Regions from separate parts of the Mus musculus genome. Here all the other regions are linked to region 2. A link is a contact called in public promoter capture Hi-C data. All regions are on one chromosome and are shown on one strand. The core of a region is the stretch at or near the end of the contact, and the rest is flanking DNA. Distances in the headings are between cores, read along the strand shown.

Region 1 (6,635 bases), core at 1,357-3,856, 2.4 Mb after region 2:
AAAGTTTAGGGGTCCAGTTGAGTCGTTTCTCTCTCCATCTAGTCTCAGGGTCTCTCAGTGATGCAGTGGAATTTTCTTGCTGGAACTTGCTCTGTAGAGCAGGCTGGCCTCGAATTCAGAGATCCTCATGCCCCTGCCTCCCTGGGATTAAGGGCTTGTGCCACTAAGGCCAGGAGTGGGATTTAAGAGGGAATTTAGAGCTTTAAGATCAGTGGCTCCAAGAGACAGTGGGTCCAAAAACTTGGCATAATGTTAATTCTGTCCGGGCGTGAGGCTGGTGGATCTCTGAGTTTGAGGCCAGCCTGGTCTACAGAGTGAGTTCCAGGACAGCCAGGGCTACACAGAGAAACCCGGTCTCATAAAACCAAAACCAAAACCAAAAAAAAAAAGATTCCCAAACAAAGGGCACAGCGCAAGCCCCTATGGATCCAACAGTTCCTCTGTTTGAGAGCTGGTTCCTTGTAGATCTGCAGCTGAACTTTCTGAGAACCTTCTTCCTCCTTTATTCAGATGAAGGCAGGCATCCTTCCAGCCTCCCTTCCAGTACTGTGAGCTGCTTTACTTCAATGCTTATCTCTGCCTTCCCTGAGCTGGCTGAGTGAGATACAATCTCTTACTCAGATGCTACTCTGATCTCTACAGAACTCCCCAATTCTGGGAAGCCTACATGGTCAAAACAGGAATGGGCAGGCGCCTCTTCATCTATCAATATATTGCATGCCTTCAAATCTTCCCCAAAATCCGTTAAGAAGAAAACTGGTACAAGCTAAAAGCAGTAAACTGTGCTTTTTGTCCGGGGGGGGGGGGGGGGCGCAGGGGGGAGGGGAGAAATAGTCTTTCGGTAGCTACATTATACCTTATAGTTTTCAATAAGGTTTAATTTCTGATTGTTTTAAGAGATAACTCAGATGGGGAGTGCTAATTCCTTTTAGCAAGTTAGTTGTGGGTTTCAGCGACATGGACATGACATCGGTGAGTAGTGAGCAGCAGTCACAGTTAATTATAACTTAGGTTAATTATGTGTGTTAACTATAGTTAATTATGTTACATTTTACTATACTTCAAAACTTAGAGGATTAGTCTTAAATACCAATAGGGCTTGCCACCTGTAACATATCTAGTACATCTTTTTGTTTTGATGTGAGCAATTAGAAAGCTTATAGGAAGGAAGCATCCAGCTGTTCCCCTTTGAGAAGTCAAAGTTCATCCGAATAGAAGTGGCTGGCGCATTTATACTTCTGTATCGACTATAAGAAGTAAGACGTTTGGAGGATTGCTTCCCTAAAGACCATGCTACTATGTAACTTACGAAGGAACCTATGTATCATTTGTATGCAAATGATGGTGTCCTTTTCCTAATGTCAGAAAAAAAAATCTAACTGGAAACTTTTTTGTGGGTGGAGGGGGCGCAATTACAGAGTTGTTTGTAAGCTATTCAAGAACCTTTACATTCCATTACAGAAATGATACAGTTACACTTTGTATTAAGCTACTAATGGCCTCACTTCCCAACAAAGCCAAATCTTCTGGCACTTACAGGTTCAAGAGACAGCAGCTCAGAAACAGTGTTTTGCTGGCCTTGGAGCTGGTGAGTGCTGAATAATACTCATGAGAAAGGAAAAGAGCAAGCTCCTTGAGAAGTGGTGATTGGACACTGGTGGAATTCTCAATACCTCATCAGGCTGTTGCTACAAACGCTTCAGCTTTCATTTCTGCTTTGAAGAGCTCTGAAAGCTTGGGCGGAAATCATTCGAACGCAGACAGATGCGCAGCATTCTTGTAACTAGCCTATGATGAGGACATTCTCTGTTGTTAATGTTGAGACTTATCTGATGCTCCAATCATTAAGGATTGCTCCTGGGTAATGGTAATGGTGAGTCTGATTCTATTTCTCTACCCCACACTCTAGAAGCGTGCCAATCATTTGGTAACTTTTGAGGAGAGTTTAGAGTATGTTGTAGATATGTTCAGGGCAGTGACTGGCGTTGTCTGAGATAATAATAATAATAATAATAATAATAATAATAATAATAAAACACTAAAAAGCAACACCGGAGAAAAAGCTTCCATCCTCGCAGCAAAGAGCAGAGAGACGCAGAGATTCTGGTCAACCCCTCTTAGCGCTGCAGTTTCTAGTTATTTAACCTTGCTTAAGGAATGGCCAGCAGCCAGCAAGCATTGCAGCCTTACAATATTTGCACACAACTTATTTAGGTCGGCTCTATAAATTCCTCGTTTTGCGGATTTCGGAGGAGAAATCCCAGCCGTGTGTGTGTGTGTGTGTGTGTGTGTGTGTGTGTGTGTGTGTGTGTGTGTGTGTGTGTATGTCTAGCAACTTGGAGTACGGTTAAAAGGAATCAACCCGTGTCGGGGGCCAAGTGGTACTTTTGTGCGAGGGTCACGTGAGACCAAGGCCGACTGGGGGAGGCAGAGTAGGGTTGAATGGATGAAGGGATTCCGCAGGGACTTCCAGGCGGAGGGTGACGTCTCTGCAGCCCAGCGCGGGGCATCTGGAGGCCGCCGGCTGCGCGGACCTGTCCCTTTAAGGGGCCGGTCTCCGGGCCCCTCTGGCCGCGACGCCCGGACGTGCGGAGCCGCCCCGCCCCGAAGCCGCCCGTTTCCTGCGGGGCGGCGCGACGGCACCTGAGCTACTGCGGCGGGGCCTGGGAGCGCGCTGACCAGGAGGTAGAGCTCGCGCCGCTGCATCGTCCCGGCCTGGTACCCGGCTGCGCAGGGTGAGGAGCAGGGCCGGGGACTCCAGGGCGCGCGGGCGCGGGGCGCAGGGCGGGGGGCTGCGCTCGCGGGGTAGGCCTCGCACGGAGGTCGCAGTGTGCAGCGTCCGCCCAGGCCGCGCCGCCGCCGGCCCGCTCCGAGGATCCGCCTGCGGGTTCGGGCTCCAGGGTTCTGGCTCGGCGATCTCCCCGTGGCTGCAAGGTCCGATCCCAGGTCCGCGAGTGGCCGGAGCTCCCCGGCCATCTCCTCTGAGGGCGAGGTCGATCCGCCAGGGCCGCGGGGTGACCGAGGAGCCTATTTTTAGCTGGGCTCGCAGGCCCCAGGGCGGGCTGGCGGATTAAGGCTCTGATGAGGGTGACCAGAGGGAGCGCCTCGCCTCGCCTCGGGCGCCCTGGGCTCGGGCTGGGCCACGCGTGCGCCATGCTGGAGCGGCTCTCCCCTCGCTTGTCCCGGAGCGCCGCCCCTCCCACCACCCGGTCCTGGGAGTTAGGGGAAATCCTGCGAAGTTCTCCCTCTCTCCCAGGGGTGTGTCCGCCTTGGTGTCCAACAATAGAATTTGGGGTGTCCCGGATCTGGCCGCTTTTGGCGTAAGGGAGCAGAGTTCGGCCATCCGAGACCGGGGCTTGGGAAGCAGCGTTCTCTTCTTTGTCCGGCTGCCTCTCGGTTTAGGTCAAAAAGTGCGCTGTTTAGTGTCTTCGGGTCCTTCTGGGAGGAGGCGGAAACCCGGATTCTAACAGCAGGGCCACTGCTAGAAGTGGATTCCTTAGCAGCTATGTGGATTAGCATAGCTTCAGAAGCTGCGGGCCGAATAGAATAGTTCAAAGTTTTGGAGTGTTCTGAGAAATTGACAGCTCCACACCCAGGTAAAGAGGAGCTCCCCAAAGGTGAACTAGACATTGAGTTGTGTAGCAGGTGACTTAGGGGTGATTTAACTTTTTTTTTTTTTTTTTGCCTGAATTAGGTTGCACTTGTTTTCTCCCCTCACCCGCAAGCACTGGCAGCAGTGGCTCTGGTGTGGGTAAAAGCATTTGGTGATGAGACCTGAGATAATCTGTCCATGCTGCCCTGGGGCATTCCGGCTGACCTGTGTTCTGTATGTGCCGCGGTAGCCTTTCATATCTGATGTGTTGCTTGGTAAATAAGCCTCTTTCCCATTCCACCTTTCTTTTAGAGACCTTACACGAAATAGCTAGGCTTAATTATGTAGGTTCTTTCCCCATGCCAACCCTGAGTTAGAAACGTCTCTGAATTTTGTAGCCCTCAGTAGACATACATGTCTTAATTATCAGGTGCATTAGAGAATAAGGTGTTCTACATTACTGAGACACACACTCAAATATATCGGGAAAATTCCTCAAGTGTATTAAACACTTTAATATCACAAAGGATACCCAGTATATAATCCTTTCTTGATTCATTGTCAGCATTATGGAAAGCCGTTGGTTTGTTTTATTTTATTGGTATATTTCTATGACCTCCCTAAGTATTAGCAGCCTCTTTCTCTGATATAGTTTCCCCCTAAACAAATCTAATAAGCAAAATCCACACAAACCCCTCACCCCCCGAGCAGTGTACAGGCTTGCTAGTTTGTAGGTTTTGATCTTTTGTTAGATTTTGATAAAGACCTAACAAGTAAAGGGCTTGTTCTGAGGCTCAGCTTCTAGAGGACGCATGGTAAGATTGACCGTCAGTCAGTCTTTAGCTGGAATTTTACTTGAACTCTTTGGAGGATGTATCGTTTTTCCAGGGAGGGACTCACTGGGGTCAGCCAGAAACTTGAGCATGCCATATATACTTTTGACACCTCTAGCCCTCGAATATGTATTTTTGTTTGTATGCCTACTATGCTTTTTTTTTAATGGCCAAATTTTTAATTAAAAAGATTTTTTCAATACTTTGTAAAAAATAAAAATTAGTAAACTCAGTGGTTCCAGGAGAGTTTGCTTTAGGAATCTGACCTCATGTGTAATAAGGAATGGCAGGAGGTGGGGGCGGGGGAGGTACAAATGTTCAGGTGTTTGAAAGTAACCTCTTACGCATGTGGTTTTAAAGGTCTCTGAAGGCAAATCCAGAGTATCCCTAGAGACCAGAAGTAACTGTCCAGAAGTCGCAGTGACCTCTCATGTATAAATGGACTGCATCCCCCATCATTGCTGCTCCAGTTCTAAGGGACAGAGTCTGGGGTGTTCTGATGAAAAAGATACGATGTATTTGTTAGCAGCTGGGGAAAATTGGTTTAAGATTATGAAGGATATGGTTCCTATAAATAGAAACTTAGGGGGAAACTTTAGGTGCCAGGAACCAGAGTTTGAGTAACTTAAGCCATCACTAAAGTCTAGAAGAGAAAAGTAATAATTTACAAGTGTTTGTCAAGTGCATGAATTGGTGCTGACAGCCTTAAATTGCTTTTAAGCCTTTTCAGTTAAAAAAAAAATGCTGTTTGTCATGATAGTGTCTTTGATCACTCCCAAGGGCAGAGCAGGTGGATCTCGGACAGACCAAAGTAAAAATAAAAAGGGTTGTGAGCTTTAGCCTTGAAATGATTTCCTCCTACCCCCTTTAAAAGAAAGGGTCCGGTCTCTACCATGGAGATTATTTGTATCCCATGTTCATTCACTATAGCAAAGAGTTGGAATCAACCTAGTTGTCTGTTAGTGGGTAAGTGCATAATGAAAATTAGGTCTCTCTGTAAAAGAGTACTATTCACCTCTAAAGAAAAATGATGTAAAAACATTTGCAGGAAAATGGACAGACTTGGAATGTATGCTAATAATCAAGGTCCCTCAATCTCAGAAGGAATTAACTGAGTGTTCTCTCTCCTAAGTGGAGTCCAAACAGTTGTATCTGTGTAGACGTAAACTAGTGCATATGCAGGCACAGCCAACATGAAGAAAAGAGAACAAGAAAAGCTAAATATAAGGATGAGGAAGGACTGCGTGCAGGTGTTAGGTGAGTTTAGGGTTAAGACATGATTGAGGTTATAAGGCCAATTGCTTTTCTTGTTCTAAGTCTGTCATGGTTTTGGTTTTTTTTTTTTTTTTTTGGTCTTGTTTTGTCTTTGATGGTGGTTAATGGTGGTTAAGTGCATAAAATGTATTTGATACCGAAAGTGTAAAATTTAATGTGAAACTTCACAACTTCCATTTCAAAATGTCAATATTAACTATAGAAGTTCATTAAGTTATATAGACTTTGGCTGTGGTTAATTTTGGCATTTGATGTTTTTGCTTGAAAAAGTTTTAAAAAAAGTTAAAGTTTATAAAATAAATTAATAAACACTTTGGTACTAAAAAGAAAGGTGCTGACCGCATAGGTCTGACCTGGGTTTCTGCCACTGCCTCTTGAACAGTACACCCGACTCCTTGGGGCTTCTGCCTAGGTCTGACCTGGGTTTCTGCCACTGCCTCTTGAACAGTACACCCGACTCCTTGGGGCTTCTAACTGCTTTTATATTCGAAGAAGCAAGACAAACTTTCAATTAAAAAGAGTATTTTTTTTTTTTTTTTTTCTGAGACAGGGTTTCTCTGTGTAGCCCTGGCTGTCCTGGAACTCACTTTGTAGACCAGGCTGGCCTCGAACTCAGAAATCTGCCTGCCTCTGCTACATTAGATCACATTCTACTACTGTGCATTTCATTTACCCTTTTGACTCCAGGCCCCATGGCCTGAATTTGCAACCTCGCCCCATTCTTCCTCGCAGTATGGGATTGTAAGTATATGCCATGACAACTGATTTTTTTTCTTTGTTTAACCCATGTGTTTAAGGCAGTGTCTGGCTCATAATAGGTGCTAAGTAAGAAGTTGTCAAATGAATTAAGCCTGTATCTTGCAGTTCCTTTTCTTTGGTGGATATTGCATTCTGGATACACGTAGCTACTAGTTTGTTCCTTTCCTAGGAATTTT
Region 2 (6,464 bases), core at 1,255-3,754:
TGACTTCAATGTGGGGCAAGCGAGCGAGGGGGTGCGGGTGGGGTGGGGGTCGGTCAACAGTTTCAACAGCCAGCATGTGGCAGGCACTTTATTTCCAGAAATGTTTAATTAAATTGGTAGGTACTGTGACTGTAGGAATACAGCACAAAGAACCCTTAGCTAATACGTAATGAGCTCAAGGGAGACTTGGAAAATGCTAAGTCATCAAGATTTGAGGACCTACTTCTGAAGCTTAAACCAGTGTATGTCCACTGGTACACAAGATAGGAAAGAGCAGCTGCCTTAACAAGAACTCTAAAGTGGGGCTGGAGAGATGGCTCAGCAGTTAAGAGCACTGACTGCTCCTCCAAAGGTCCTGAGTTCAATTCCCAGCAACCACATGGTGGCTCACAACCATCTGTAATGGGGATTCAATGCTCTCTTCTAGTGTGTCTGAAGACAGCAGCAGTGTACTCACATACAAGAAATAAATAAATAAATCTTTTTAAAAAAAGAAAAATGTTTTAACAAAAACTCTGAAGTACTAGCTAGGAGGTCAAACAGACCTCAAAACTGGTCTGAGCACCACAAGAAAAGGGTTATCTGACATTGATAATCAATAAATGAGCCACCTCAAGTTGGCAAAACTGTTGCTACAGCAATTTGGAGATGAGACATACCTAATGAGTCTACAATGAGTGTGTACCAAAGTTCTTACCGTTAACAAGCTTATTTTAAGCACTAAGAGGCTTGCAAACAGATTCGTATTGTATAGTAGCTGCTGTTGGTTGTATTTAACAAGGTATGCAAACACAGATTCCAGGAAGCACCAGCAAAGACAGGCAATATGCAAACATAAAATGTAACTTACACCCAAACTATTCCTTGTTCCAAGTAGCATGCTGACCAAACCACCTCAGCCTTGAAACAAAAGCCCATATACTCCAAAACCAGTTTGAGATCCTGCCAAGATAATGATAAAACTGGCAGGACCTGTCACAGGACAAGGTCAAGGACCATGGAGAACCATGCTCTAGGGCACGCAGAACGAGACCTGCTGGCTGCTGATCTGTACTGCTGTGTACTCAAGTTCTCTGAAGGATCCGCATCTGTATAAAGACCTTGCAGCGAGCTTAGCCTGTGCTGAGTAAAACATCATGGAAGACAGAACATTATAAACAAGAACCAAAAATCAATCCTGCACTTCCCCTTTCCCTTTCAGTCAAAGCTGACCATCCACATGTGTATCTGGCTAAACATCTGTAACATAGCCTCCACCATACAGCTAATGAGAAAAAGACAACATCTAAATGCTGGAGAGTCTCCTGCCTCATTATAGTCTTCCTGATGAGCCTACCACTGAATAAACACAGACTTAGGGCTTTCTTTTCATTTTATCATTATTGTACATGTGTGTGCATGATTACACTTGTGGATGGTAATACTGTCTGGTGTCTGGCAAACTACTGGACCAGAATAAGTACAGAACAGATCTTAAGCCCCTTTGTAACATGTACTTGGTGGTGGAGGACTGAGAAACAGCCATCTTCTTAAGCAGACCTTAAGGAGGGAGTATTTAGGAAAGGCTGGATATTGGATGCTCCAGTAAATATGCTGTCTACAGAAGCACTGAATCTGCAATGAGAGGCTCACTCTGAGAACACAGGATCCTTCCTCATCTTGCATTACTTTGACTGATTTGCTACCAAATACCAAATACAAAAAAAACACAAAAAACAAAAAACAAAAAAAAAAACCTTCATGTAGTGGCCAACATACAACCGTTCCTCACTTATTTAAAGCAGAAATATACCTCTTATTTTGTATCTCTCAGTCTCTGATGAGAATAGCACCACTTGTTCCAACACACAAGCAGAATCTCACACAAACTCTTCCATTCTGGACAATCACCACATTGTTACTGCTCCGCGCTCCCCCCACCCCTCCCCTGCCCACCCCTGCGCCCAAGAGAGCTTTCTAAATTGCAAGTTTCGAAGAATCACCTTCCCCTTGGAGAAGGCCTCAACGTTCATCTGTTCCCAGGACCACCATCCTTCAGGACCTCTTCCCAAGAGAAGAAAGGGTTGATTACTTACAGTTTCCGCTCGCGCTTTGCTTCATTCGCTTTCCTCGCCCCGTGTTTCCTCCAGCTCAGAAAAAGAAAAGGGGGGGAAATGAAATCAAAACCAGCGTCGTTTGGTGCCCCCAGAAACAGGTGAACTGAATCAGCAAGCAACCTGGCTGGAGGGACGTTTGCCGAGTGCTGATGTGCATGCAATCCTGCAGGCAAAGTCTTGAGGCCCGCGCTGCTACCCACCTGCCTGAGATTCTCGTGCAGAGATGAAAGGTCTCTGAGGACAGCACGTCCCGCCATCAGAGTAGAGATGGTGACAGAAGGCGGGGCAGGGGCTGGTCCCTACGGCGGCTCCCAAAGCAACTACGCCTACCTGAGAAGCTCACCGCCCACGGCCGGCACTGCCTCCGCAAAATCAGTCTCTTGGGCGAAAAAACAACCCCCGAGGCTCCGCCTGCTCCTCGTGCTCCTTACGTAAGAGATCCTCCAACCAATGGACGGTCAGGGGGCGGAGCGAGAACAGCCCCAGGTGACAGAATCTGGAGTCCTCCCGCCGGCGCGAGGAAGTCTTGCAGTTGCTGGGCCAATCAGCAGCGTGGGTGGGAAGAGGGGCGGGGGTAAAAGAGGAGAAAGCAGAAGGCCAATCAGATCAAAGGCTTCTGGAGTGACAGGCTCTGAGGCCTGTGGTATTCCGAGTGAGGCGCCCGGAGGGCGCGCCCGCCCGGGCCAATCGCCGGCAGCTCACAGTGCGGAGCGAGCGCCTCAAAAGCTCGGGTTTCTCAGCTGATTGTCTCCAGCCGAGAGTTGTTTGCTGCTGCTGCGGAGCCGAGCCGCGGCCCGAGGAACCGAGCCCCCCGGGGGGAAGGGGAGGCGGGCCCGAGGGCAGCCGCGGCCATCGCGCGGGGCTGCGACTCCTGTCACGGCGCTGCCCGGGGCCGCAGGCTGGGGCGGGCGGGAGGTCCGGGGGGCGCTCGGGCCGCTTCCTTCCCGCGCTCCCTCCCCGCTGCTCGCGTCCCCTCATGAGGGTATCAGTGTCCGGGCCGGCGGCCGCCGCGGTCCCCACGGCCGGCCGCGAACCCTCGACGTCCGGCGGGGGCGCCGTCGCGGCCTCGGGCGCCGCGGTTCCCGGTTCGGTGCAGCTGGCGCTGAGCGTGCTGCACGCGCTGCTCTACGCCGCGCTCTTCGCCTTTGCCTACCTGCAGCTGTGGCGGCTGCTCCTGTACCGCGAGCGGCGGCTCAGTTACCAGAGCCTCTGCCTCTTCCTGTGTCTCGCGTGGGCAGCGCTCAGGACCACGCTCTTCTCGGCCGCCTTCTCCCTCAGCGGCTCTCTGCCCCTGCTGCGGCCACCCTCTCGCCTGCACTTCTTCCCGCACTGGCTGCTCTACTGCTTCCCCTCCTGCCTACAGTTCTCCACGCTCTGTCTCCTCAACCTCTACCTGGCAGAGGTAAGGCGGGAGGACCGGCGAGCGGGGGAGCGGGGCCGCCGGGATCCACTCCTGCCGAGACGGAAGGGGTCGGGGCTGGGGGAGGTGGCCGGAGGGCAGTCTGGGGACACTGAGACACTCCTGTCTTTCCCTCTCCCTCAACTTAAGCCGCTGATGGACTCGGTGCCTGAGGGGGTTGGAGAAGTGTGAGAGAGAGAGTATGCGTGCCCCGACAACTTAAGGCAGTGGGACACCCTTTGTTCAATGTCCCAGACCTCCACGTAAGGCGTTGGTGGCGACCACAGAGAAGCATCGTAAGAAGTAGCAGCTCCGGTAGCTCTGTCGAGGCTGGACCGGGTTGAGGGAGGTTGGATGCTGAAGTAGAGGCAGCTCTGCTGAAGCTGGACCGCTGCCAGCCATTACGTCACCAGGCAGAGCTGTTCCTCCGCTATTGTTGCTGCGTTTCTTTTATTAGAAGCTTATATCCCCCCCCCCCCCCGCATCTCCTTAACTGTGGCTCGATACACCTTGCACAAATTCTGATCGATCGCTTCCCCGACGGGGTGAACGATCAATAACCAATGCTGCGGGACAGTCGAAGGACCTCCATAAAGCCCTTAGTGTTTGTCCCAGTTGCTGCTTGCTTTGGCGATTTAGGCGGTCTCTTACAGCACAGCCCTTTGGGGGAGAGCTAATTAGGAGAGAAGATACAAGCTTAACCTGTGCCTGTTGCAGAAACAAACCACGGAACTATGTTTTTTGGTGTTTTTGATTTTGTTTTTCCAACAACTTGCTTAATAGCTGGAGTCTAATCACACCCCCTTTCTCTTTTACGGGGAATTGCTGGTTGGATTGCATTGTTCTGCAGCACATTTGACCCATTTCAGACAGGTTGGGGGTATAAGGTTGTCAATCATGTCTATCTGGTATTTATGCCTTATTATTTTCAGGTTCCACCCCCCCCCCCCCAGTCTTCTTTTCCCTCAAAATACGAGCTTAGGAGAGGAGAAAAAAAGGTGACATCATACACTTAATACTGACTAATATAGAACGGTATTGGTCTATGCAGCTAATCCTCTCAAAGGCTTTTGGAGGTGATGAGAATTAACACAGTTCCAAGGAAAAGTAACCCAAAAAAGGCACTTTTGAATCAGATTGTGTTTATATTTCCTACATAAACCAACTCTTTTTTTCCCCTTAATAAACAGGAAAATAGAAAGCGTTTTTAAAATCACAATTGTAATTTCAGCTATATACAATTGTTATATATACAAGCTATATCCAATAAAAAACAATTATTGAGTAACAAAACCAAACTTTATTTTTATTCTCTAGCAACATAATACCATAAAAAACCTCATAATACCACAAAAATAATGCCACACTCTTAAGCAAAAGTGAAAAGCATATGCAATTGTAAATCAAATAAACATGCTACAATGGTATCATATTTGGGGATCATCCAGTTGCTTAAGGTTTTATAACACATATTTATAGGTAAACTGATACTGAGTTCTTCTTGACACTTCTGATAGTACATTAGTAATTTCTCATTATTGAAGACTTACTTTAGCCTCAGATACAGTTAATCTACCTGAAAATGATTAAAAGTCAATTTGCTAGGAGCATCAGATACCACGGGTGTTGTCACCCCCCCCATATGTCTTAAAAAATTATATATGCAATTCATTGGACCTTGCTAACATCACCCTTTCACTTGAGATGTAACACATAACCAGAAAGTGTACACAATCTTAAACATGCAGCTAGGGAAGTGTTATGTATGTATACATCCAAGTTACCAACAGCCTGAGTAAGATCTTGGATGCCTTAAGGGTTCCCTTGTATCTTCTACCAGACAGCACCTCTCACTCAAAGGGAAAGAAAGTGGCCAAACATAATAGGAAAAATATCAACTATATTTAAGCACAAAATTCTAAAAAGTATTTCTAGAACAAAAAAAATAAAGATTATCTACATAGTTTTCACATGTTATCACTGGTATTCCAAGTAAGAAAACATTAAAGTCTGAAAGTCTTATTAAATGAATCACTTGTTTGTGTGATACACTTTTTTGGAAAAAGCTCTTACCCTAGAAAATATAAATTTCAAAATACTGTACTGAAGCTCTTTTGTTTGATTGGTTGTTTCTTAGTATCTTCTGGAAAGGGCTTATGGGTTGCTTGCCTTTTATAATAACACTAAAAAGTTTAGGACATAATACTTGAATAAATATTGTCCTTTTTTGAAATCCTGCTTTATAATAGACATTTGAATCAGAATTTATTTCCCAGTTCATAGATATCTATACTTAAGAGAGTATTTGAAGTCAAGTGTGGTATGTACCTATAATCTCAGCACTTGGGAGGGAGAGGCTGGAAGAATGCCATGATTTTGAGGGCATCCTAAACTACATAGTTCTAAGACAATATGGCCTATATAACAACTGAACTTAAAAGGTGAGTATGTGAGCACATATTTGTAATCCTTATACCTAGATGACAGAAGCAGAAGGATCTACAAGTTACACGTTGTAGTACTTTGCCAAAAAAAAAAAAAGGTAAGAAAAGTGTGGATTTGTTTTTCTTGTATTTTTTGAGGCAGACTGTCTATGTACTTCAGGCTGGCCTTGAACTCTCCATCCTCCTGCTTCAGCCTTCCAAATGCAAGGAAATATAGATGTATACCACCATGCCCAGCTCTGGATGACAGTTTTTAATTAACAATTCCAAGTAACTGGAAGTATATTTTCTATTGATCATTCTGAATTCGTAAAGTTTTTCTCTTCGAGGAGTTGTTTCTTTATTTCAGTTTTTTGTTTTGTTTTCAGATGGACATGCTAGTGAGCTCAGACTGGCCTGGAATGTGCTGTGTAGCCCAAGATGTTATCAAACTTAAAACTCACATGCCTCAGCATCCCAAGTGATGGAATTGTGGGCACTGCTGCCATAGCCAGCTTTTGGATTCTTCATACTATAGCAAAGTTG
Region 3 (6,595 bases), core at 1,906-4,405, 2.1 Mb after region 2:
TTCTACCTACAATAGTTTTTAAAATTTGTAACAAGTTATCCCCTTTCTCAGCACAAAAGCTATATATATATAAAACTACAATAAAGGTGGACAGTGTTCTAAGTTCTAAAACTGTCACTCTTCTAACACTGTGTGGAGCTGAGCTCACCTTGACCCAGCAGCAATTTTGTTGCCGGCCCCATTGAAGACCACATGGTTTGCATTTGTAGTGAAGCGTGTTAATATGCCATCAGGAACTCCTTCAGGGAATGTATAGACTTGGACGGTATTATTAGAAACTGCAGTGACCAATTTTCCATTCTTAAAGAAAAAAAAATAAAGGTTAGACATATTGGCACAACAAATCCAAATCAGTTAGTAGTATCTCTAGAATGAAAAATCCTGTTAAAACCACAACGCCTTATAAATGCAGTTCATGTAGAGAGAAATTTTCAGTATCCAATTTTCCAAAACACTAGTGAGAAAAATTTCCTAGCTTTAGAAAAACTTAATTCCACCTCCACAAGCCAATCTTTAGCCTGTAGTATTTCTTTTATTTCTGGTAAGAAAAATAGTTATATTTTCAAAGATGCCAAGTATCATAAACATGAGGCGACTAGAGGCTATCAACAAAAGAAAACAGTTTTGGTGTAGAAGACATCAAAAGTCAGAGCCACTACAGCACAGCCCTGCTTCCACAATACAATTATGCCTTTGGAACAAGGTGAAGACTAAGCAGAATTCACTGCTGAGATGGAGTGATAGGGAGACAAAAGTGACGTGGATTGTGACAACCACACGGCAGACAAGAAACATTGTCCCTCAGAGACCAGCAAGAGTCAACTTTATTGCCACCTTAGATCTCTGACTTTTCCCCTCCTGGGTTGTGAAGTAATAGAGTTGTAGTGCAGCAAGGAGAAATTTATATTTTATATAATTTTTCCACCTAAGCATAAAAGACACATGCCCATCATTTCTTCACAGCAACTGAAATAAGTACCTTCAAAGCACATGAAAATGCCTTTTCTCCAACATTAACGGACTTAGGGTCATCGTCGTCCAAGTCTTCCCACATCCTCACATCACCATCACTGCCACAAGTCACAATATAGCTGTGAAGGACATACACATTTTAAATGTCACCCAGTTCCAGGAACTCTTCAGGAAATGCTACTTTTCTATATTTTCAAACAAAAATCAAGACATTAGTGAATTCTTTTCCATATAAACATCAATAGCAGACTCTTAGCTTCCATTCTATAAAACGGAGATGAGTTTAATGTTCTCTGCGGCTCTTCCTTGGCATAAAATTATTTCTTGGTAATAACGTGAGAGAAAGACGAGCACATGATTTCTGCAACAGCAAGGACTGTGTCTGCTCAGCCACCATCACATCCCCAGTACCAGCTCGGGACACACAGAGACTATAACCAATGTCTGAATATATGAGCTCAACGAGTACCCCAAAAATTATTAAAATAGCCATGTGAATAGGTTATTGCTTGTTTTTCAAACTTCTCATCGCCTAAGTGCTTTTGTTCATTCTGTTTATGTCCTATCTGGACACATAAAAGTGCAAATTAAATAAAAACAGTAGAGGGCTAATGGCAAAAAAAAAAAAAAGATAAAAAAAGGAAGGAAAGAAAAGGAAGGGAAGGAGAGAGGGAAGGAAGGAATATGAATAAAATAAATGTTTAGAAGAAAAAAAAGATTAACTCCCAAATTGGAAAACCCAAAGGGGGTCATAGGAAAGTGTTCATCAGTGTAGTAGCCCTGCCTGTAATCTCCGTGCTTGCCAGGCAGAGGCAGCCTCAGCTACACGTTAAGTTGGAGACCAGCCTGTGCTTTAGGAGGCCCTCACTAGGACACCAGCTTCTAGGCAAGAATGGTCCACTTGAGTGGGCATGCGTGACATGGCTGCTATAGGGGTAACCAAGTGCTTTTTGGATTTAAGGTCTATTCCACAAAGGGGAACCCATTCTTGGTAGGTAAACCCTTTCAAAAGCCCATAGCAAGGGGAGGTCTCAGGCCCTAGGGGGTACACTACTGCATAGCTAAATTGCATAACCTCAAACTGCTGTCTAAATATTTATGTACATTTCAAATGCTACCCTCAGCCTTTATTAGGGAAGCCTCAGCCGGCCTGGAGCACGCCTTTAATCCCAGCACTTGGGAGGCAGAGGCAGGCGAATTTCTGAGTTCGAGGCCAGCCTGGTCTACAGAGTGAGTTCCAGGACAGCCAGAGCTATACAGAGAAACTCTGTCTCGAAAAACCAAAAAAAAAAAAAAGAAAGAAAGAAAGAATTAGAGAAGCCTCTATTTCCAGTAAATGGTGGTGATTGTAGAGCCTCATGACCGCACAAGGTGCTGACAAGAAGCGACTTCTCAGTATTGAGCCCTAAACTAGACATTTACATTATGTCCTCTAGTACACAGGGGACACTGTGAAAGAGGAAGCTGCAAAATTCCATCTCCTGGGCACGACAGTCATTGCAATTTACAGCAACTGCTGATGCTTAACTGTCTCATAAAATAAACATGACACCGAATGAGGACGTGAGTGGCGGGAAGGCACTCCTCTGGGTAAAGGATTTTAATTTTCGTGAGGTCCTAGAAGTGCCACGACAGTTCAAAGCAAACAAGCCTCAGGGCAGAGGCGCTCCTTGTTTATTCCTTCCTCTGTCCCTCCGCATCGGTCATCTTCGACCGGCTGTCCATACCGAGAATGACGGCTAACATTCACGCTGGACCCGTCCTTTGTTTCCAAAGACGCTTACCTTCCAGAATCATCAAAGCAGACTTCGGTGTGCCCTTCCGTATGTCCGTACCTCATGGGCTTCTGTGTGGCCGGCATCTTTCCCTACCTGAGCCGTTTTGTAAGAACTGGTATTTTTTTCAGTAGGGCGATCGTCCTCTCCGCGCCGTGCAGTCCTGTTTCCCTCACCCGAGGAGCCACAGCACGATGCAGCGGAAGGTATGTCACACACGCCCGGGAGATGACAAGCTTTCCCCTCTGCAAGCACGGGCAGCGGGGGCGAGGAGCAAGCGGTGTGCACCAGCGTCTGCTCTGATGGAAGCACGGAGCCGCTTCCCGCGCTCTGGCGCGCTCGCCCTGTGCGCATGCGCGGCCCGCCGCCGCCCAGCCCAGGTCCGGCCCGAGGTCGCCGGGTGGTGGCGTCAGAAGCGCGCCGCCTCGAAGCCGAGAGCTGGTGGCTGGGGCCGCTCTGAAAGAAAAGGTGGGAGCCGAACCCGGAAGTGGCGGCGGTCCCTGGAGAGCAGGCGGAGGCAGCGGCAAGTCTGACTCTGGGCTGACCGTGGAGCCGGGGCGGGGGCTGACAGCCAGGCCTCCGCCTGGCGGGAGCCGCACGAGGAGCGGGAGTGGCCGGGCCTCTCTTCCGCGCTTGAGCGAGCGCCGGGTGATGGCGGTGGTGATGGCGGCAGGCGCTCGGACAGCTCCGCTTGAGCTGAGCTCGGAGAGGTGAGAGGGGGAAGGGTGGCGGCGAGGGCTGGGGTTTGACGCCTGCCCTTTCAGGATCTCCTCCCGAGCCACCGTAGTCGCCTCCTTGAACCGATCGAGCTCCTCGGGACCGGGTTAGGGACAGACCTTGGCAAGCCTTTATTCTTCACGCCCTTCGTGCCCTCAACTTTGTCATTTCTGTGGTAATAAAGGATGGACTGATTCTTGTTTCTTGCGACTCTAGCTAAATAATGCTAAAGAGAGTTAACTTGGGTTTTCTATTTAGTTCCGACCAAAGTTTACCAAACTGCTTTTAGATCTAAAAGGAGAGGTCTAATTTGTATTGTTACAGGTTTCTGTTCATCGTGGCAGTCGATAACACATCCTCTACTAAGTCAGGTCTTGGCCCGTTAAGTTTATGCTTTTCTTGTTTCTTCACGTTCTCCATATTAATAAATTGGTCTGTTGAAAATTATGATTTTCGGTGATAATTGGGGCTTTGACGGCGTTTTTGTGGTACCCACTGTACAGTTTCAGTCAGACTTATTTTTATTACCGGAAAACTCTACAGAGGTAGATCTAGATAACTTATTAAAAAAATTGCAAGCTTAGTTATTACTCAAACCGTGGTATTCTTGCTATGGTGGCATTTTGTAAGGCATTTCTAAGAACCTGGGTTCCAAAAAGACACTCAGATTTGTATATGAATAAAAAGGAAGAGTAGTTGGCTCAAGTAGAATCTGAGATTCTTTTTTAAAAAACAAAACAAAACCCTATTGTTAATTTCCCACAAGAATAAAGGCACCTGAGACAATGACTTTTGAGTAACTTACTTTTATTTTGAAATTATTGTTTTTAGACAGGCCAATTTATAATTCTTTTGCCCAGTACCTGGACAATAAAAATGAGTAGGTACAGTGTGAGGTTCAAGTTGAGCTGATGATACTCATCTATATATTGAATATATTGTAATGGGATTTCAGAGTAATGCTTTTCAGAGCTCACCATTCAGAAACTTGCAAGTGGGAACAAGAGTTATTGATGTAAATACTTTAGACAGTGCCTGTGATACCATTTGATTTTAGAACTATGAATGATGTCAGCACACCTGCCCGCTCTCTCTGCCCTAACAACCAAGTCAGTATTGACAGGTTAAGATAATATTTCCTTTGCTGATTTCCCAGGTATGAATAAGCTTAAGCCTGATGATTAAACAGTTTCGTTTTTAATTTTAACTCTAACCTGTTGTATGACCTTGAGTGTGAGTGTGTGTCTTTATTTTCCTGATTGTCAGATTTCTCACCTCTAAAGTAGAGGTGATACTTAGTTCCACCAAATTATTGAAGTACATAGAAGATACTCGTGGAAGTCTAAAACTATTAAGGCCTCATGTTACTAGTTAGGCACTAAGGTATATAGTAGTTTTGCTTAAAGTGGGGTTAGCCTATAAAACCTTCAAATGCTAAATGCATCCAAAACTGTGACTGCTGCCTTCATCAAGTTTATGAGCATGTTCTGGGCAATAGATTTTAAGTAGTATGTACAGGCTAATAAAGTAATGGAATTTGTATAACTAAAGTACTGCATTTGCAAAATTGTCAGTTTATATATAATAACGTAACATTTGAAAAAATCAGTGTGCTTGTAATTCTCATATGGGTACCAAAATTTCCCAAATGAATTATTTATTACCAGTGCATATCTCATTGGTGTGGGTATCTGAATGAGTTAACTAAAAATAATACCAAGATCAGAGATTCAATTTCACTGAAGTTTAGTTTGCACTGTGTGACCATTTTAATACCTTGAAGTTCACAAAATAGTGTTGGTCTCAAGGATAATAGGTTGAGAAAACATAGATATATTACCATTCTGTCAAAGATAGATATTACATATAAATAATGTTATATGATCCTACACAGTTATCTAAGAGACTATAACAGTTTTGCCTACAGAAGAGGGTTTGTTTTTGTTTTGTTTTTTTATTATTTTATTTTTAATTATAAAAATGTGTATGGTAGGGGTGAGTGCAGTGCCTTCTGAGGCCAGAAGAGGGCATTAAATCCCGCAATTGTGGGCTGCAAAATGTGGGTTCTGGAAGCTGAATTTGGGTCCTTTGCAAGCACAGCAAGTATTTGTAGCTACTGAACCATCTCTCCAGTCCAGCCCCTAAAATGTCTTTTTAATAGAATATTTCCTTGGTATAAAAATCGTTTTTATTATGGAAGATGAGGCTGGAAAAGGGTGTAACAATAGCTAAGGAGAACCAAGTATTGAGAAAGATAACATTTTTTTTTTATCTCTCTGTGAATGAATTAGGAGTGAATGTGAATAGCATATTTATTCTGGGAGTAAATAATACTTGTATAAACCCAGTAAGGTATGAAGGAGATATAGTAAAAGTCCCTCTGCTCTTAGCCACCTAGTTCCTCCAGGTGAGCACAGCTGGTGTTTGCTCATTTGATTACATTGTCAGCACTAGATTGACTTTGAGCATAGCAAGACAGAGATTATCAAGTTTTAATACATTGCATTTTGATCATACTCATCATCATGTCACTGTACCCCTTAATTCTCCCCAGGCCCACTACTCTGCTTAGTAAGCTACCACTGTCCAATTTGTGTTGCCAGTCTACTGAGGAATATAGGGCCATCCACTGGAACACGGTTGCCTCAGTCAGAAATCCGACTCTTCCTCCCCTAGAAGTATCACCTGTCAGAAGTTTCTCAGAAGTACCTCTCCACTCCATTGTAGAGTGTTAACTGGCTTGATCTTGTGCAGGTAGGCACAGCAGCTGAGTTCATGCATTTGATGGTCCTCTTGTGTCTGAAGGACAGTTTCACTCCAGTTCTCCCCAGTCTCTGGCTCTTAAGACAGGTGTGGTGGTACATGCCTTTAGTCCCAGCACTTGGGAGGCAGAGGCAGGCAGATATCTGAGTTCGAGGCCAGCCTGGTCTACAGAGTGAGTTCCAGGACAGCCAGGGCTACACAGAGAAACCCTGTCTTGGAAAACAAAAAACAAAACAAAACAAAAAAGATGTTTCTCTTTACCTTCCACAGTGGTCCCTTAGTTTGCGGTGCATGTGATTTGAATGCCCCATTGGTGGCTGAACACTGCATTGACATTAGTCTTTATACTTTGACGAATGGAAAGTGTT
Region 4 (6,831 bases), core at 2,946-5,445, 2.1 Mb after region 2:
ATTCCAGTTGAAAGACTGTCTAGTGCAGGCCTTGATGCCCACAGCTTTAATCCCAGCACTGGGGACACAGAGGCAGCCGGGTCCCTCAGAGTTGGATGCCAACCTGGTCTACAAAGTGAGTTTCAGGCCAGCCAGGGCTACACAGTGAGACCTGTCTCAAAACAAAACAAAAGAAGGAAGAAAGAAAAGGAATTGAAAGAAAAGCAGTTGGTATGGGGGAACTGTGCAGAGTTTATTTGTGAGACAGGATGGAGCTAAAAGAATCAAGATAAAATATTAAAATTAAGAATTTAGGCATTGCCTCAGGGAAAAGGCAGCGAGAGGGAACCACTTTATTGCTAATAGCTCGTCTGGAGCAGACGCCAGCTGCTCTGGGAGCCTCCAGCACAACCAGGAAGTGAACTTGACTTTCCATTTCTCCTGGGGCTTTTTAGGACAGACCCTTCTGCTCTTTGTTAGACCTGCATCTTGAGTCATGCTACGATTGCTAAAATATGCTGAATGGATTATTTTTAAAAGTTTCTTTGGGTGTTTTTTCTATGAAGAGTTATATGTGATTTTTCTGATATATAACTGTGTCAGTGGTCTAAATAATGAATGGAGGGGATATGTTAATTTAAAGGGGATCTGATAGGAACATTAAAGGAAGCTTTTAGTCAGCCTGTGGCTAGATTTATTGATTTGGTAAGCAAACCTGTATTGTTTGCTGACTTTCAGCTAATGGCTAACTCTGGTCAAAGAATGGCTTTTGCTTAAGGTTTTGACTTATTATAAATAAGATTAAGAATATCTTAGTAATTAGGAATCCTTTAAAACATAGAACAAATGTGCAAATAAGACTCATCTTTTTATAAGAAAAACACATAAGCCTTTATCACTTATTCATGAGCTAAAGCCATTAAGATAAATCAAATTATCGACGTTCAATCTCTGAACTTTGGATCGTTTTCTAGATCCATATAATAGAGTACTTCTTTCCTGTGAATCTGATGCTTTGAGATAGATCTCTTACCCTCTTTTCATTAAAAGTATTTGTCATTTTTAACTACAGTCACAATCCAGTAGGCAACTATATTTTTATTTTGGCAGAGCAAATTTCAGAGTCCATACTTAATTATAAGACAATCCTGAAGACAAAACAATGTTTAAAATAGCCTATTTAGCCAGGTGTAGTGGTACAGGCCTCTAGTCCCATCACTTGGGACTAGATTTCTGTGAGTTCCAGGCCATTGTTACATCCTGTCTTGAGAAAAGAAGACGATGAAGACATGTAAAGTAATGGCTATCTAGTGGAAAAGGCTTTAGGACAAAACTAACTTCAAGACAGTGTGTCTATTTTGTAATTTTGAATGGATTGCTCAATCCTAAATACTCCTTTGCCTTAATTTCCTGTGAAATGTAGGTAATGGTCTTGGTCTCCTGAATGTTCAGTAAAAGGTGTCCCTTGGATCATAGTTGAAAATAATAGTTGCTGAGTAGCTATTCAGTACTAGTTGAGAATGACACATTTTTAAAGTAGCACCTTTGTGGGGCATACAAAATCATATTCACTTGTCTGTAATAAGCTTTCTTGACTTGCTCTGATAATGGAGATAATAGAACAATTTGGGTTTATGGTTTAAACCCTACAATTAGATAATTGGAGTTTCCTCCTGCCTTTCAGAAGATCTGTGTAAACTGATGTTGGCCTTATTTGGAAAGATAATCACATCTGCAGGAAATAAAGATCATTTTACCATGGTTATAAATCAAATCTAAGCTATCAGACTTAGGAGTCATGATGTAAAACTCAAGAAAGTTTATTTAAATTATGCTGGCTTTGCTAGAATTGGATACATTTGTATGAGCCGAGTATGAAATATATACACTTGAATATCAGAGTTTAATGATTTCACAAAGCTATGTTGTCAATCATGGTGTGTAACCCATACTGTTTCTTTTCACTTTCTAATCTTGACAAATATTTCTGTAGGTTTAAAATTTTTGATCTAAATAAATTTTCGCTTAATATATTAAATCCAAAAGCTTTGTCGTTTTTAAAGATTTGTGTGCATGTGTTAAATTCAGGAGCATACCATGATACACTTTCGAAAGCCAAAGGACAACTTTTTGAGGGCTAATTGTCTTGTGGCTTGACTTTGAGGCTTAGCCTCTCAGCCTCCAGCTGTAGGCATGCTGAAGTTCCAGCTGCTAGCCACAGTGCCTAGGTTTTCACATGGTTTTCAGTGAGCAAACTCAGGGAGTGAGGAGTTTTTGGCAAGGACCTTTACCTGCTAATCCAAAACCTTGGCCCCAGCCTTGTGGTTGTGTTTTTCATTCTTAGTATTGGGAGCTGGAGGGTGGGGGAGGATGGGAATTAGCAGGTGTGAGGTCAAAGGACAAAGTGTGGAGTTACTTATCTTTTACCTTCATTCTAAGGGTCAAACTCCGATTGTCAAACTTGTACAGCAGGCACTTTAACCTGCTGAGACGTGATTCCAGCCAGTGGTTTGGTTTTTTAAGCTTTCCTACCTTGGAATGAAAGTGAGGACATGACCACTTTTTGGTATGGTTGAGAAGAGAGGTTTTACTGTAGATATGAGGGAGAGAACAGCCAGTGGCAACTGGAAGAGTCAGACTGAACAGGGTCGTGGCGGGTGGGGAATAAGGGTGGGGTGGGGTGGGGTGGGGTAGGGTGGGGGGGTTGGAGATAAAGAGACCTGACAAGAGAAACCAGATTAGGAGAACACTCAGTGGAAATGAAGTCATAGAGGTTAGAGGTTAGATAGGTTTACTGTAGCGGGTGGGGTGAGAAGTGCTGGGGAGGCCACTTACTTGTCTAGGGTTTCTTTGGGACCTGACATACATCAGAAGTCTGGGAAGGAAAAAAAAAAATGAAAAAAATTTTTTTGTTTTGTTTGTTTTCGAGACAGGGTTTCTCTGTGTATCCCTGGCTGTCCTGGAACTCACTTTGTAGACCAAGCTGGCCTCAAACTCAGAAATCTGTCTGCCTCTGCCTCTCAAGTGCTGGGATTAAAGGTGTGCGCCACCACGACCGGCTGAAAATCTGTATGTAGATTTAGATTTTGCTTTCTGGTATGTCAGTTTTGAGTCTCCCAGAAACAGAGGCCAGTCTCAAAAACCCAACACCTCTCATCTTACAGCAGTGGCTTATCAACCTTCCTAATACTGTGACTCTTTAATACCATTCCTCATGTTGTGGTAACCCCCAACCAGAAAATTAGTTCATGGCTACTTCATAACTGTATTTTTGCTACTGTTATAAATAATGTAAATATCTGATATTCGACCCCTATGAAAGAGTCGACGCCCAAAGGGTTCATAAACCACAGGTTGAGGCCACTATTCTTAATTTAAAACTTAAAGGGAATCAGAGATAGCTTATTCTGGACCCATTTTTGAATGATGATGGCACCAAAACACAAATTTAGGTTACCTCAAATTCCATGTCCCAACATGGAACCAGTATCACGAGGTTTTTAGTTTTACAGAACAGAGAACGCTATAAATCAAGGCAAAGTTTAAAACACACTGGTGGATGGATACATTGGAGGGTACATCAAGATAGAGGAAGCTTTTCTATACATCTAAGACATTATCCGATGACATTCTTAGCTTTTGGATTGGCAGAGGCTAGTTGCCTGTTAATAGACCTAAAAGGTTTTTAATCTTATTGCCACAAGATATTAGTTTTGACACAGAGGTGGCTATTCTGGAGGGCTAGCACTAGCCCAAGATAAGGTAATTAGCCCCTGGACCTGCAACATTCCAATCTTTCCACAGTACTGAAATTCCAACTTATACAACTCAGTCTCTGCAGACATATGCTTTTAAAAGTTTTCATTCGCAAGACCTTTAGAAAGACTTCCCTTTTCCCTCATCTCTTTACCCTCGATTTTAACAGGACTACTGACAGCCAGCTTGGAGCCTGTCTACAAAAACCTCTAAACACAGAGAATCCAAACTCCGCTTTCAGTCCCTGGGTTGCGGTGAGCATCACCGGCCAGGGGGTTTCCTTTGGGTCTTTTGGACTCAGGAAGCAGGGAAACCTTCCCGCGCTCCACCCAGAGGGAAACAGCCCAGGCTCCCGGAGCCACGCGGCCCTGCCTGCAGTTTCGTGGGCGGCCGGCTGGAGGCGCAGTGCAAGCTGGGCGGGGCGGGCGGAAATAACGGGCGGCCAGGTCGGCCTCCCCGCTTCCTTTTCCGGTGCCAGGAGGAGCCGTGTCGCTGTCGTCTCGGTCCATCAGGCCTTCAGCGGGTCTCCATTGCCCGTCTCTCTGGACTCACCGCCGCCACTGTGCCGCGCCTAGGACTCGGATCCTGCCGGGTGAGTCCGCTTGGGCGCCTGCGGCGGGGCGCGAGGCTGGCGGGAGACGATGCGAAGACGCGGGGTCCCGGGGGGCCTGGCGGCTCTAGAGCTTTCGATGGGGAGGGTCCCCCGGGAACCAGGCGACCGAGGGATCTAATGTCGCGCCCGTCGGGTTCCGGGGCGCCCACGTCATGCCAGGCTTGGGCGGGGGCGGGCGGGGGGTGAGGGGTTAGGCGGGAGCGGGCGACCCTCCCCCACATCCGCCTGCGTGACCGGCTGGGGGCTGGTTCGCTCCGGTTGATCCCGGATTCCCTTTGTTCCCTTAACCCTAAAGGGCAGCTTGTTTGTCCCCCACACCCCCCCCCCGTCCCCTTGCCCCTCCACCGGTATCCCAGCCACTAATTTCTAATAAAAACGACAGTGGAGGAGACCCGAATCCTTACAGCAAGGTCTGGCGCCTGATAATTCTGTGTGACAAGCTTCTCGCTGATCGTAATTACCCATTCTTTAAATGACTACGGGGGACAGAAGGTGCCATGGGCTGAGTGAGTGACGTTCTCCTTTGAGCTAGCTAGAACGCTTGAACCATTTTTTTTCCTCCCTGCCATGAAAACTGAAAGTAATGTTTTCACGAATCCTAAAGTTGAAGTATCTAAACCAGACCCCACCGTAGATGTGTAACAGCCTACTACAGAAACACACACGTGTTGCCCCCTCCCCCATGTGCGAAAGGCCTGTTTGGAGGCCAAACCCTCAGAAGCTGGAGTCGCCCTCGGAAGTCTTTGTTAGTGGCGCTCCTTGGGTGGGGAGGAGGGCAGTTTTTAGTCGTGGAGTATTGGAGCCACTCTCTAGAACACTTCCCTTCAAAAACTTTTTCCTGCAGCTGCCGAGGTTGGAATGTTCTTTTTGATTACAGAAGGAATCGGTGTCATCTTCATTCTCCCTACAGAGGTTGAGCGTTGGGCTCAGGAACCTTAGGAATTCAGCAATCTTGAGATTCTGTGACTGTTAACTATAGAGGAGCCCTAGACTCGGGGACTGTTAATTAGTAATATTTGCACAGGGTGAGCCTGTAGATAAGTGCTAGCCCGGCTTGCTACAAGGTCCTAAATTCAAGTCCCAAAACTTTAGGGAAGGAAAGAAAAAAATTCAGCAGTTGTAACTATTCAGACTATAGCGGGGAGTGGGTGGAAAATGAAATGGATAAATAATGTCGGGTCAGCTTTTGCCACCAAATAAGTTTGTGCAGTACTTAGGAAATTGCTTTTTTTTTTTTAGTTGCTCTCTGCTTTGAAAATAGACAAAGGTTTGTGGCCATATTGTATCGGTTGTAAAAGCTAACATTTGTTGAGTTTTTTGCTCAGTGCCAGGCAGTGACTTAAGAGATTTATTTACAGATTAGTATAATAAGCCTCAGCAAATCTCTGGAAAATACCCATTTACTGCCATGTATGGGACTCAGAGAACTGGATTTGACCATAGGCCAGGCAGGCAGTCTACTCTGGTGGCTTTTTTGTTCTGTGTTTAAGTGAGAAGGAGAAGATGGGGCTGCAGTGTGGAGAGAGATGGCTCAGGTTGAACACATGCACTATTCTCGCAGGGGACTGGAGTTCTGTCCCAGCATTCACAGCCACGTATAACTCCAGGACATTAAGCACTTCTAGCCTTCTGGGGAACCTCCATGGAAGTGAACAACCCCGTGTATAGTTTTTAAAATGTTAAGAATGGCAGGAAGAGAGAATTGGACATTTGTTGCTATTTTCCAGTTTTAGTCACTGGGTCAGATGAAGTCCTGTTTAGTTCCTGTATAGCATGACAGCCCATTCTAACTTCATGAAGAAACTGAGGTTGACTCAGTCAAGTAAGCTGTAAAGCTATTTAGCACTCTTGTCCAAAACCCTCTGCTAAAACGTCTTACTGCTTTCTGGTATTCCAGCCAATTTGAACTGCATCTGCTTTCCCCCAGACTGGTCTTCCTCTGGTTTTATACAAACTGTTCTTACCCCGGAGCCTGTCTTTAACCTAATACTCTAGCTTTTATTCCAGACTGCAGAGATACCACTTCTCAGGAATGTCTATGCCATGCCACTAATTACTCTAAAGCTTGGGTTCCAATTAATAGGAATACATTATAAGAGCTCCTACTATGATGTTCAAAACATTCCAAGCTTTTTTACTTACCCAGTTATAAAATGGAATATAATCTGATAAATTACCCAGTACTGATCCAGAATCTGCTTTCAATATAATATATACTAATGTAATGCCCAAAATTAACCTGTAAGCCTCACCCTTCCAAGAACCAGGTAACTTCCAGAATGCTAAGAGTTGTAGTTCTTGGAAAACAATAAAATCTTGTGGGAAAGTATGGGGGCCAGTGAGTTTTGTCCAGAAAAGCCCCTCCAACATGTGTTTCCAGGCCACCCAGCTGGAGGTGCCAGTTAGTGGTCCTGGCCAAAGTCCATCTCTTGGTCAGTATTTAATATCTAATAAAGCTTCCTTCAAATTTGGCCCAAAATGGT

What was found. Promoter capture Hi-C pulls out the DNA fragments that hold promoters and counts their contacts.
Region 1: a promoter capture Hi-C map of pre-B cells shows a contact between it and region 2, with 7 times the contacts expected there. The contact joins the promoter of Ktn1 here to the promoter of Txndc16 in region 2. A contact is called at or near these places in 3 of 39 promoter capture datasets (hippocampal neurons, liver and pre-B cells), 1 of 484 Hi-C or Micro-C datasets (muscle stem cells), 1 of 115 datasets of contacts at active chromatin or transcription factors (astrocytes) and 1 of 9 other capture datasets (adipose tissue).
Region 3: a promoter capture Hi-C map of pre-B cells shows a contact between it and region 2. The contact joins the promoter of Socs4 here to the promoter of Txndc16 in region 2. A contact is called at or near these places in 4 of 39 promoter capture datasets (the C10 cell line, cranial neural crest, hippocampal neurons and 1 more), 2 of 484 Hi-C or Micro-C datasets (B cells and pre-B cells), 1 of 115 datasets of contacts at active chromatin or transcription factors (astrocytes) and 2 of 9 other capture datasets (adipose tissue and liver).
Region 4: a promoter capture Hi-C map of pre-B cells shows a contact between it and region 2, with 4 times the contacts expected there. The contact joins the promoter of Mapk1ip1l here to the promoter of Txndc16 in region 2. A contact is called at or near these places in 4 of 39 promoter capture datasets (the C10 cell line, hippocampal neurons, liver and 1 more), 1 of 484 Hi-C or Micro-C datasets (pre-B cells), 1 of 115 datasets of contacts at active chromatin or transcription factors (astrocytes) and 1 of 9 other capture datasets (adipose tissue).

What each region holds. Positions count from the first base shown.
Region 1 is chr14:47,646,705-47,653,339 of GRCm38.p6, forward strand. It overlaps Ktn1 (kinectin 1), which reads left to right and starts at 2,607. Exons shown (of 39, transcript NM_001347527.1): 1 at 2,607-2,735.
Region 2 is chr14:45,216,921-45,223,384 of GRCm38.p6, forward strand. It overlaps Txndc16 (thioredoxin domain containing 16), which reads right to left and starts at 2,505. Exons shown (of 21, transcript NM_001310534.1): 1 at 2,297-2,505; 2 at 2,076-2,129. It overlaps Gpr137c (G protein-coupled receptor 137C), which reads left to right and starts at 2,797. Exons shown (of 7, transcript NM_027518.2): 1 at 2,797-3,498. The coding sequence starts at 3,073.
Region 3 is chr14:47,273,765-47,280,359 of GRCm38.p6, forward strand. It overlaps Socs4 (suppressor of cytokine signaling 4), which reads left to right and starts at 3,156. Exons shown (of 2, transcript NM_080843.3): 1 at 3,156-3,457. Wdhd1 (WD repeat and HMG-box DNA binding protein 1) reads right to left here and starts at 3,093. Exons shown (of 25, transcript NM_001360532.1): 1 at 2,757-3,093; 2 at 980-1,091; 3 at 149-300. The coding sequence starts at 2,833.
Region 4 is chr14:47,294,079-47,300,909 of GRCm38.p6, forward strand. It overlaps Mapk1ip1l (mitogen-activated protein kinase 1 interacting protein 1-like), which reads left to right and starts at 4,196. Exons shown (of 4, transcript NM_178684.6): 1 at 4,196-4,327. Gm35078 reads left to right here and starts at 2,464. Exons shown (of 2, transcript XM_006519856.4): 1 at 2,464-2,545; 2 at 3,905-4,327. The coding sequence starts at 2,532. The coding sequence ends at 4,310. Socs4 (suppressor of cytokine signaling 4) reads left to right here. Exons shown (of 2, transcript NM_080843.3): 2 at 1-2,024.